3 separate regions of the Gossypium hirsutum genome follow, and regions 1 and 2 are each linked to region 3. The links are chromatin contacts, called in public Hi-C maps. All regions are on one chromosome and are shown on one strand. The core of a region is the stretch at or near the end of the contact, and the rest is flanking DNA. Distances in the headings are between cores, read along the strand shown.

What was found. Hi-C and Micro-C count contacts between places; a contact is called where the count stands out from the background.
Region 1: a contact with region 3 is called in a Hi-C map of leaf, with 5 times the contacts expected there. The contact joins the promoter of LOC107901764 here to the promoter of LOC107901762 in region 3. A contact is called at or near these places in 13 of 34 Hi-C or Micro-C datasets (anther, callus, fibers and 3 more).
Region 2: a contact with region 3 is called in a Hi-C map of hypocotyl, with 4 times the contacts expected there. The contact joins the promoter of LOC107901761 here to the promoter of LOC107901762 in region 3. A contact is called at or near these places in 6 of 34 Hi-C or Micro-C datasets (anther, callus, hypocotyl and 1 more).

The regions. Positions count from the first base shown.
Region 1 is chrD06:32,361,696-32,364,586 of Gossypium_hirsutum_v2.1, forward strand. LOC107901764 (protein SET DOMAIN GROUP 41) reads right to left here and starts at 1,589. Exons shown (of 4, transcript XM_016827903.2): 1 at 642-1,589; 2 at 470-576. The coding sequence starts at 1,362.
Region 2 is chrD06:32,048,624-32,051,590 of Gossypium_hirsutum_v2.1, forward strand. It overlaps LOC107901761 (polyadenylate-binding protein 3), which reads right to left and starts at 1,460. Exons shown (of 8, transcript XM_016827901.2): 1 at 878-1,460; 2 at 1-412. The coding sequence starts at 1,118.
Region 3 is chrD06:32,188,508-32,191,469 of Gossypium_hirsutum_v2.1, forward strand. LOC107901762 (cellulose synthase A catalytic subunit 5 [UDP-forming]) reads right to left here and starts at 1,529. Exons shown (of 14, transcript XM_016827902.2): 1 at 698-1,529; 2 at 1-77. The coding sequence starts at 778.

The DNA.
Region 1 (2,891 bases), core at 339-2,838, 170 kb after region 3:
GAAAAGAAGTGAAACAATGGAATCAACAAAAACACAGACCAACATATGGGACAATACATTAATCCACAGCAATTCAGTAAGTTTATGTTTCCGTCCCTTCCTTGACCCGTAGATTAACTTGTATATGGGAAGGTCACCAAAGACACCAAAACCCAGCATTTTTAGTGATGACTTCTTTGTTAGTTCCCGAAGCAAATGCAAAGTGCCTGACGACCTGAGTAAATGATTTATCATCATCTTTACCAATGGGATTTACAAAAGTGTCGATTCTACTTATTTTAATCCATGGGAGATTGAGACATTAGCTAGATGTATGGTATCGTTTTTACCATTTTACTACCTCATTCACTCCATTAATTGAAGCTCAACACAAGTCTAGCCACATTGCACACATTCATTTTGCAGTTCAAATCAAGCCTTGATAATCAAATCAACATTTAAATTGTTATATTAGAAAATAAGCAAACACCTTTGGTTGAAGCAAATCAGTGTATGAAACACAAACTTCCTCCCCTTTTTTTATTCTTTTTATACTCCTCACCATTATTTTCGGACCATATTTGTATCCTTCTGTTCCTGCATCAAATCAAATAATACATCAACGTAAAAACTTTTAAAACAAATCTAGTAAAAAGTTCGACCTTTATTGTACTCAGAACAGCTACAAACACCAAAGTTTTCCTCTGAAACGCTAGGAACAATTAGTAGCGCGGAACCGGAGTCCTCCCCAAACGACGTAGCATTGGGAGGCGAAACTATGAATCGATAACAAGCGTTAGGCGAACAACTGTGATTGATCCAAGAGAAGCTAGGATCATATACAGCGATTCCTAGAGAACGTCCGCTCTCGTCCTGCACTTCCACGGCGTTGGTTACAACTAAGCATAAGACGGCCTCTTCCAGTAAAACGTCGTCGCTCTGGTCTAAACTGAGCCCCTTTCGTAGTTTCCTAGCGGCTGCCATGGCAATTGCTCCCTGACGGATTTGGGCGGCGAATTCGGGAGATGAGGTAAGCTTAAGGTAGTTAGTGAGGAGGCCGTTGGTAAAGCGGTGGAGGTGGGGACAGGTGGAGGGGAGGGAAAGGAGGAGGCGGAGAGCAGTGCGGAGGTCAGAGGAGCGGGGACAGGTGAGAGGGAGGAAGGATTCGGCGGAGGAAGAAGAGATAGGGGAGTGGGAGGAGGAGCAGGGGGCGGAGCAGTAGAGAGAGCCATAGTGGTGGGGAAGAGGAGGGAAAGAGAGAGGGGAGAAGCAAGAGGAACAATGGGAAGAGAGGAAGGAATCGTGGAGGGAAAAAGAGAGGGGAAGGAGAGGTGGGGTTATGTCGTCTCCTATTTCTATGTCTTGCTTTGCTCTCATTTCCATCTCTTTCTATTAACTTACTCAAAACCTACCACCCCCGCTAAGTTGTTTTAGTTTTAAAATTTTAATAAAATCAAATCAAATATTTTATATTTTATATTTGGATGAATCTACCTACAATGTTTGATAACTTTTCTGAAAATATTTTATAAAGATTACTTTCAAGGAAACTAATATACATTTAATATTTTTTTTTATTTTTTTATTTAATTAAGTTTATTTTATATTTATAATTTTATATTTTATATTATTCTTTATAAAATAAACACGATATAAATATATTTGTTATAAAATATTACAGTACAATTTTCTTTTAACAATCAAAATTTATTTTATAATGAGAAAATATTTTGTAATAATCAATGGCATATATAAACTTAATAATAAATAATGTTTAATTAAAATTTAATTTAAATTACATATATTACATATATGAGATTACATATTGACACATTAGAGTTGTAAAGAATAAATAGAGCTAAGCATTATTTAAATAAATACTCATATTTATATAATTAAAGTATTCATATTTTATATCAAGTTAAAATATGTCATAAGTCCTTATACTCTTCGTAAATTTGAAATTTAGTCCATATATTTTTATTTTTGGGTTAGTCCGACTTTTTTAAATATCAAAATTCAAGTTCAGGTGTTAGCATTATTAAAAATATTTTGTTCAATTCAATTTTATTATAATGTTATTTTTTAGTTACATGAATATTGAGTATTTTTTATTTAAAATTGTGGCATAAAAAATATTGACAAAAAAAATTAATAATGTTAACAATTAGACTTAATTTTCAAATCTAAAAAGTAGAGGGACTAAATTCTTGAAAATAAAAGTATAGGGACTAAATTTCAAATTTGTGAAAAGCACATAAACTTACGACATATTTTAACCTTTACACTACAAAACATTTATTATTAATATATTTATAATTTTAATAAATATTTATTATTTAAATATTAATATTAAATATCTTTCAATAAAATATGAAGAATATTATTTAAAATTATTGTTTTTAAAATATATTACTAAAACAATATTGAAATATTAAATAATTTATTAAATTAATAATTTATTTTATGATTAGATATAGATAATTAAATATTTATGTTTAATATTATTGAAAATTATAATATTTTATATAAATATTTTATTAATTTTAGATATTTTTAAAAATAAAAATTTATTATTAATATAATAATATTTAAGCTTGATTTAAGTTAATTTTTATATAAAAAAATAAAATTACTCATAAATGAGCTTTGGAAAATGAATTACGCTTTTTAAAAAGGATAAATCATTTTACAAGAAAAATAGTTTATTTTCTGTTGATATGTAAGTTATTTTTCGTTAACGAAACTTTTTTTCATGAAACAAACACATGAAAATGCAAAAAAAAAAAAAAATCTGGAAGCCGTTTTCATTAAAACAACTGGAGCCTAAATAATAAATTTACACATAAGTGGTCTATACATTTGAAATTTTAATTGTAATTTATATGTACAAATATAATTTTGATTTTGAT
Region 2 (2,967 bases), core at 210-2,709, 140 kb before region 3:
CTTGTTGTTTCTGACAAATTTTTTACATAAACATTAGTGAACTTCGGCGTCACATTGGCTGGCACCCGTTCTTGTCGTCGAACATGACGTCCAACATAAACTTGTTTATCATTTATTAGCATACCATTTAACCTTTTGATTGCATTCTGTGCGGCTTCATCATTTTCAAACTGAACATAGCCGAATCCTTTTGCTTGTCCATTTCTATCAGTAGCAACCTTGCAAGAAAGTACATTCCCGAAGGCAACGAAAATGTCATACAATGCCTTGTTATCAATAGCTGGGTCCAGGTTCTTGATAAAGACATTGGCATATCCAGTCTTACGAATAATAGGATCGCGTTGAGAAAACATAATTCGTATAGGTTTTCCATTGATGGGAGTGAAGTTAAACATTTCCTTGGCATGAGCAGCTGCAGTTTACAAACAGTGTATGTCGTCAAGACAAAGCAGTTAAGGATTCACATTAGCAGTCATCGGTCACTAAAACTTTGTAAAATACAAAAAAAAAAAAAGAGTAACTTTTTCCCCACTTCAAGACACTCGTATGTATTGATCCTAGACACAATCACGATGATCACAATCAATCACTGATCTTCATCCCATTAGCAAAAAATATGTCCAAATCATTTTTTTATTATTAATTACAATTTCCCATTTTTATTCATGAATTATCAATGATCACACTGACAAGTAAAAACAATGTCCAAGTTCAGTCTGATTATCGCAAAATCAACCAAACAATGCTTTCCAGTTTCCACCCTCTAATCAAGAATAAAATATAACAAAAATAAATAAGCATAGTAATCACTTGGATCATTTTAAAACAACAGAGAGAAAGACGATCATCTATTTCTATAAAAAAAAAAGAAAATTACCGTCTTGGTAATTGCTGTAATTGACGTAAGCATAACCGAGAGAAGATCGCTTATTCTGATCCCTACAAATTCTAATGGAAAGAACAGTTCCAACTTGGCCAAACAGATCATACAATTGCCCTTCCACCACGTTCTCCTCCAGATCCCCCACGTAAAGCGACACATTCATATAACCACTTCCCACCGCCGCGCCCCCTGCCGTTTCCGGAGCCACAGGAACCGCCGTCGTGGCCGTCGCCATCTCTGTCTCTCTCTCTCTCCGAACAAACAGAAAGTCCAAAATTCCTCTAAAATTTTAAAAACAAAAGTAGAGTTAATAAATACTAGGTTTGTTTTGACCCGTAGTATATATTATTATGTATATGAATGGAATGTTATTAATGTTTTATTATTTTTTATAACTTTTTTTCTTTTTATTAAATTTCCTATTAATTTTGGAGGAGCGCAGAGAGGGAAGGGAAAAGACAGGGAGACGCGAGACGGAGCCTTCCTATATAGTGAACGAAGCGGTTCGTTTGCACGTGCGGGTAATGACGTGGCATTCAAGGAATTTGGGGCCCCGCTTTTGTCTTTTTATGTCGTTCGTTTTTTTGCCCACACTTTTTATGTCGTTTTGTTGTTGCTGCCTGTTTAGCCTTTTTTTTAGCTTACTCGCAGAAGAAAAAGAAACCCGCGACAAAAAGAGCGAGAGTTCCAGAGCCGTCGTTTGTGACGTCGCCGAACAAGGAATATACACGTTTTCCTCTAACTTTTTTATACTACCACAATACATGGGATAATCATATGGGCAAATAATTAATAAAAGCCCAATTATTTTTAAAATTATCGAAATGACCAGGTCCTGAATTAATTATCAAAATGAACCATTTTTCTCAAAAACACATCCATGTCAGTGCATTGTCAGGGGATAAAGCAGGAAAATGCTTTTTCAAGGAAGTACTTTGTCCACGTGGACAGAAAACGCTTCCTTGAGGGCGCGCTTTGTATCCACGTGGACAAAGCGCTTCCTTGAGAAAGCGCTTTTCCGGTCTAAGATTTTTTGCAATCAAGGTTAGGGTTTGAGATTTTTGGGATTTTAATTTTTAGGGTTTTAAGAAAAAATTAAATAAATAAAGGTTTAGGGTTTCTTAATTAAATTAATTATAAATTTTAAAAAATTATAAATTAATTATTAAGTCTAAATTTATTTAAATATAGTTAAATATAGTTAAATATTAATTACAATTATTATATTTTTTCTCGAATTTTGAATTTAAACTTCTACAGTTTAAAATATATATTAAATATTAAAATATTAAAATTTATGTCAAATTCCATTATAAAGTTATTAATACTTATTTATAAATCATTCACTAACAATCGATAAAACATTTACCCATGATCTTAAGACTTAAGGAATTATTATCCTTAAAATATTCTATTATTAATATGATTGTATTATATTAAATTTCATGTATTTTTTTGCATATTATATTATATTAATATTTTTAATTTATTATAAATTTAAAATTACAGCAAAAGATAAATTTAATATATATATAAAACTTTTAACTCTTTTTCTATTTTAAAATTTGAAAATACAAAAACTCATTATATATTTTATTTTTAATTTATTATTAAAAAATTCTTTTAATAAATTTAATTTTTACTAAAAACATTTAATTTTATTAGTTTATTTTTTAGAAGAGTTTAAAATATATAACGGATAACAGCTACCTTTATTTGATTTTTCCTTAAAAACCCTAAATACTAAACCCCAATCTAATTTTTTTAAAATTTATAATTAATTTATTCAAGTAACCCTAAACCCTAATTTATTTAATTTTTTCCTTAAAAATCCTAAACACTAAACCCTAATCTAATTTTTTAAAATTTATAATTAATTTACTCAAGTAACCCTAAACCCTAATTTATTTGATTTTTTCCTTAAAAACCATAAATGCTAAACCCTAATCTAATTTTTTAAAATTTATAATTAATTTAATTAAGAAACCCTAAACCCTTATTTATTTAATTTTTTCCTTAAAACCCTAAAATTTAAAAACTCAAAACCCCCAAAACCCTAACTTTAATTACAAAAAACTCTAAAC
Region 3 (2,962 bases), core at 279-2,778:
TCTCCATCAAGCGAAATCTCTATCTCATCTCCACAGATCTGGCAAATCTGCCCACTTAGTTCTTTAACAGAAGTCACCTGCAAGTCATAGTTACACAACTAACAACGTCAATCACCACCAGATCATTAAATATGCTTTTCAGTAAACCAAACAGAACAATTTATGTTGCCCAACGATTCAGCTTTTTTTAATAGCTTAAATAACAAAAAATGAAAATACAAAAAACAACAGTTACTAATTGCCTAAATGGGATGCATCTACCAGCTCTGAGATCTACAAACTAGATAAGATACTAAATTGGGATAACAAGGGATGATTAATGAAATTTAATTTTGTTGAATCTAGGTGTATATAAACACTATGCCAACCTCCCCCCCTCCCAAAAAAAAACGCCACAAGAGAAGAAATTTTCCTGGAATGTGATATTCTATCAAGCTGAAGAAAACAGCCACGGAAGCAAGGGTAAAAATTTCTGCTAATCCACCAACCAGAACTTTATAAGGAAAGAGAGAGAAAGGGAGAGAGAAACTCATCGAAACCCAAAAATGGGGGTAAAAAAAAGCTTTAAATCCTAAAGAAGCTACGAAGCAACACATTGACCAGCTCTTACTCGTCCCAAATCCTTCACTAACTATTGGTGTAGCCCGTAACGGGAAACAAAATACTAAAAGAGGCGATAAACTTTGAAGGTACTTACTCTTGCAATCTCATCAGCATTGATGAGAACAAACTCATTCCTGTTATGAGAACCAGCAACAAGTCTTCCTTTGGTATCCATCTACCTCCCAACCCCAACCCCAACCCCAACAACAAACACAGGTCGAAGCTTCAAAACCAAGACAAACCCCACTTCAATATAGCTATCTCTCTTTCACCTTCATCACTCAAACCTCATAAAAACCCAAACTTTACCTTCCCACCTCTCTCTCTCTCGGTTTCTCTCTCAAGCACCCTTTACAAGAACAACACCATTATACAATGAAATGAACAAAAACACAGCTTGAGAGAGAGAGAGAGAAAGAGAGAGAGAGGTAGATAACCAAATATAGAAATGGGAAGACAGCTAGAAATATAATAGTGTGATTGTCAATGATTATAATATTATAGTATTAAACAAATGAAAAAACAAATACTTTTTATTTTATTTTTTTGCCACTGTCATCTTATTGATTGATTCCTTGAGAGAGAGAGAGAGAGAGAGACCCAATTTTACCAACAATTGGTCCTCTCTGTGAATAATAAAAAATGAAAACTGTGGCTAATGTTGATCTGTGACAAAAGCCTCTAAAGGAGAGAGACAAAGGATCTGAAAGGAAAGAATCTTGTTGAAAATTCAACGCTTAACACACAAGGGACGAGACAAAGAGCAGATCAGCAAGAGAAGGGAAAAGAGAAACCAAATCTTACGTACAGATCTACTTCACATCATATTTCATTCTCTTTTACATGCACAAATTTTGCAACTTTCCATCTCAAAAGTTGTTGAACAATAAAAATCTCTCTGACTGTAAATAAACAAATAAGCAGCTGGCGACTGAGATTAAAATGGGTTGTCCCATTTTATACTTTCTTATATTTGGAGGGTAGTGGAGGTGGTGGGACCAAGGGGTTGTCCCACCGTGCCACGGTGGTGCTTGGCGGTGATAATGGGTAATTTGGAAGTTTGATATTTCAAGTTTCCTTTTTGGGTTATCAAAATGAAAGGTTTTGTTGAAGTACAAAAACTCTTTCTAAAACATCGCTTTCATTTGAGACTTTTTTTTCACGTTGTTTTAAGTTTTTTTTTTAATTTTTATTTAATGCTTTTAATTATTATTTTCAAGTTTTTCTTTTTTTAAATTATTTTTAATATTTTTTATTTATATAAATAAATAATAAGGATGTAATTATATTGAATATATATTTTTTATATATCACCATCATAAAATTATTTTTTAATTAATAATTATTTTATTTATATGAATATAATAATAAATATGTAGTTATATAATGAAAATATATTTTAAATAATTTATTATGTTAAACCTGTTTTATCTTTTAAGAGTATCAATTATTTTTTATTTATTTTCTATATATATAATTTTGTATGTAAAATATTTATTGTTTCCACCTACATTCTGAGTATGGTAAATTTTAATGTTATAAAACCAAATAGTTATCTCAAATATTATTATTTTTATATGTAAAATATTTCAAATATCATTATATTTTCACCTATATTGTAGGTATGGTAAATTCTAATATTATAAATATAATTATTTCAAATACACATATAAAAATATATAATACTAAAACTTACCACACCCATGATCTAGATTGAAAAATAAATGTAAAAATTATATTTACTAAAAATAATGATATTTGAATTAATTAATTAATTTTATAATATTAGAATTTATCATACTCACAATGTAAGTAGAAAAAATGATATATAAAAATAAAAATGATACTTTAAATAATTATTTAATTTTACAATATTAAAAATCACCTTACCCACAATATAGGTGGAAAAAAATAAATATTTGACATATAAAAATTATACAGAAAGAAAAATATATTAAAAAATTAGGTGATGTTTTTAAAAAATAAAATATATTTAACATAACGATAAATGTAAAAATAATTTTATTATATAATTGCATATTTATATTAATTTATTTATATAAATAAATGAGTTACTAATTATAAATATTTTTAACATAATAATATATATAAATATATTTTCATTATATAATTACATATTTATTATTTTATTTATATAAATAAATAAAATTATTAATTAAAAAATAAATTAAAAATAAAAACTTGAAAACAACATATTTATTAATTAAAAACATTAATTAAAAATTTTAAATTAAAAAAAAAACTTGAAACAATTGAAATAAAAAAAAACATAAGTGCTTGAGGGAGAAATGACCTATTTTCCTAAAAAAAATTAAAATTTTGGTCTATACCTCTATCT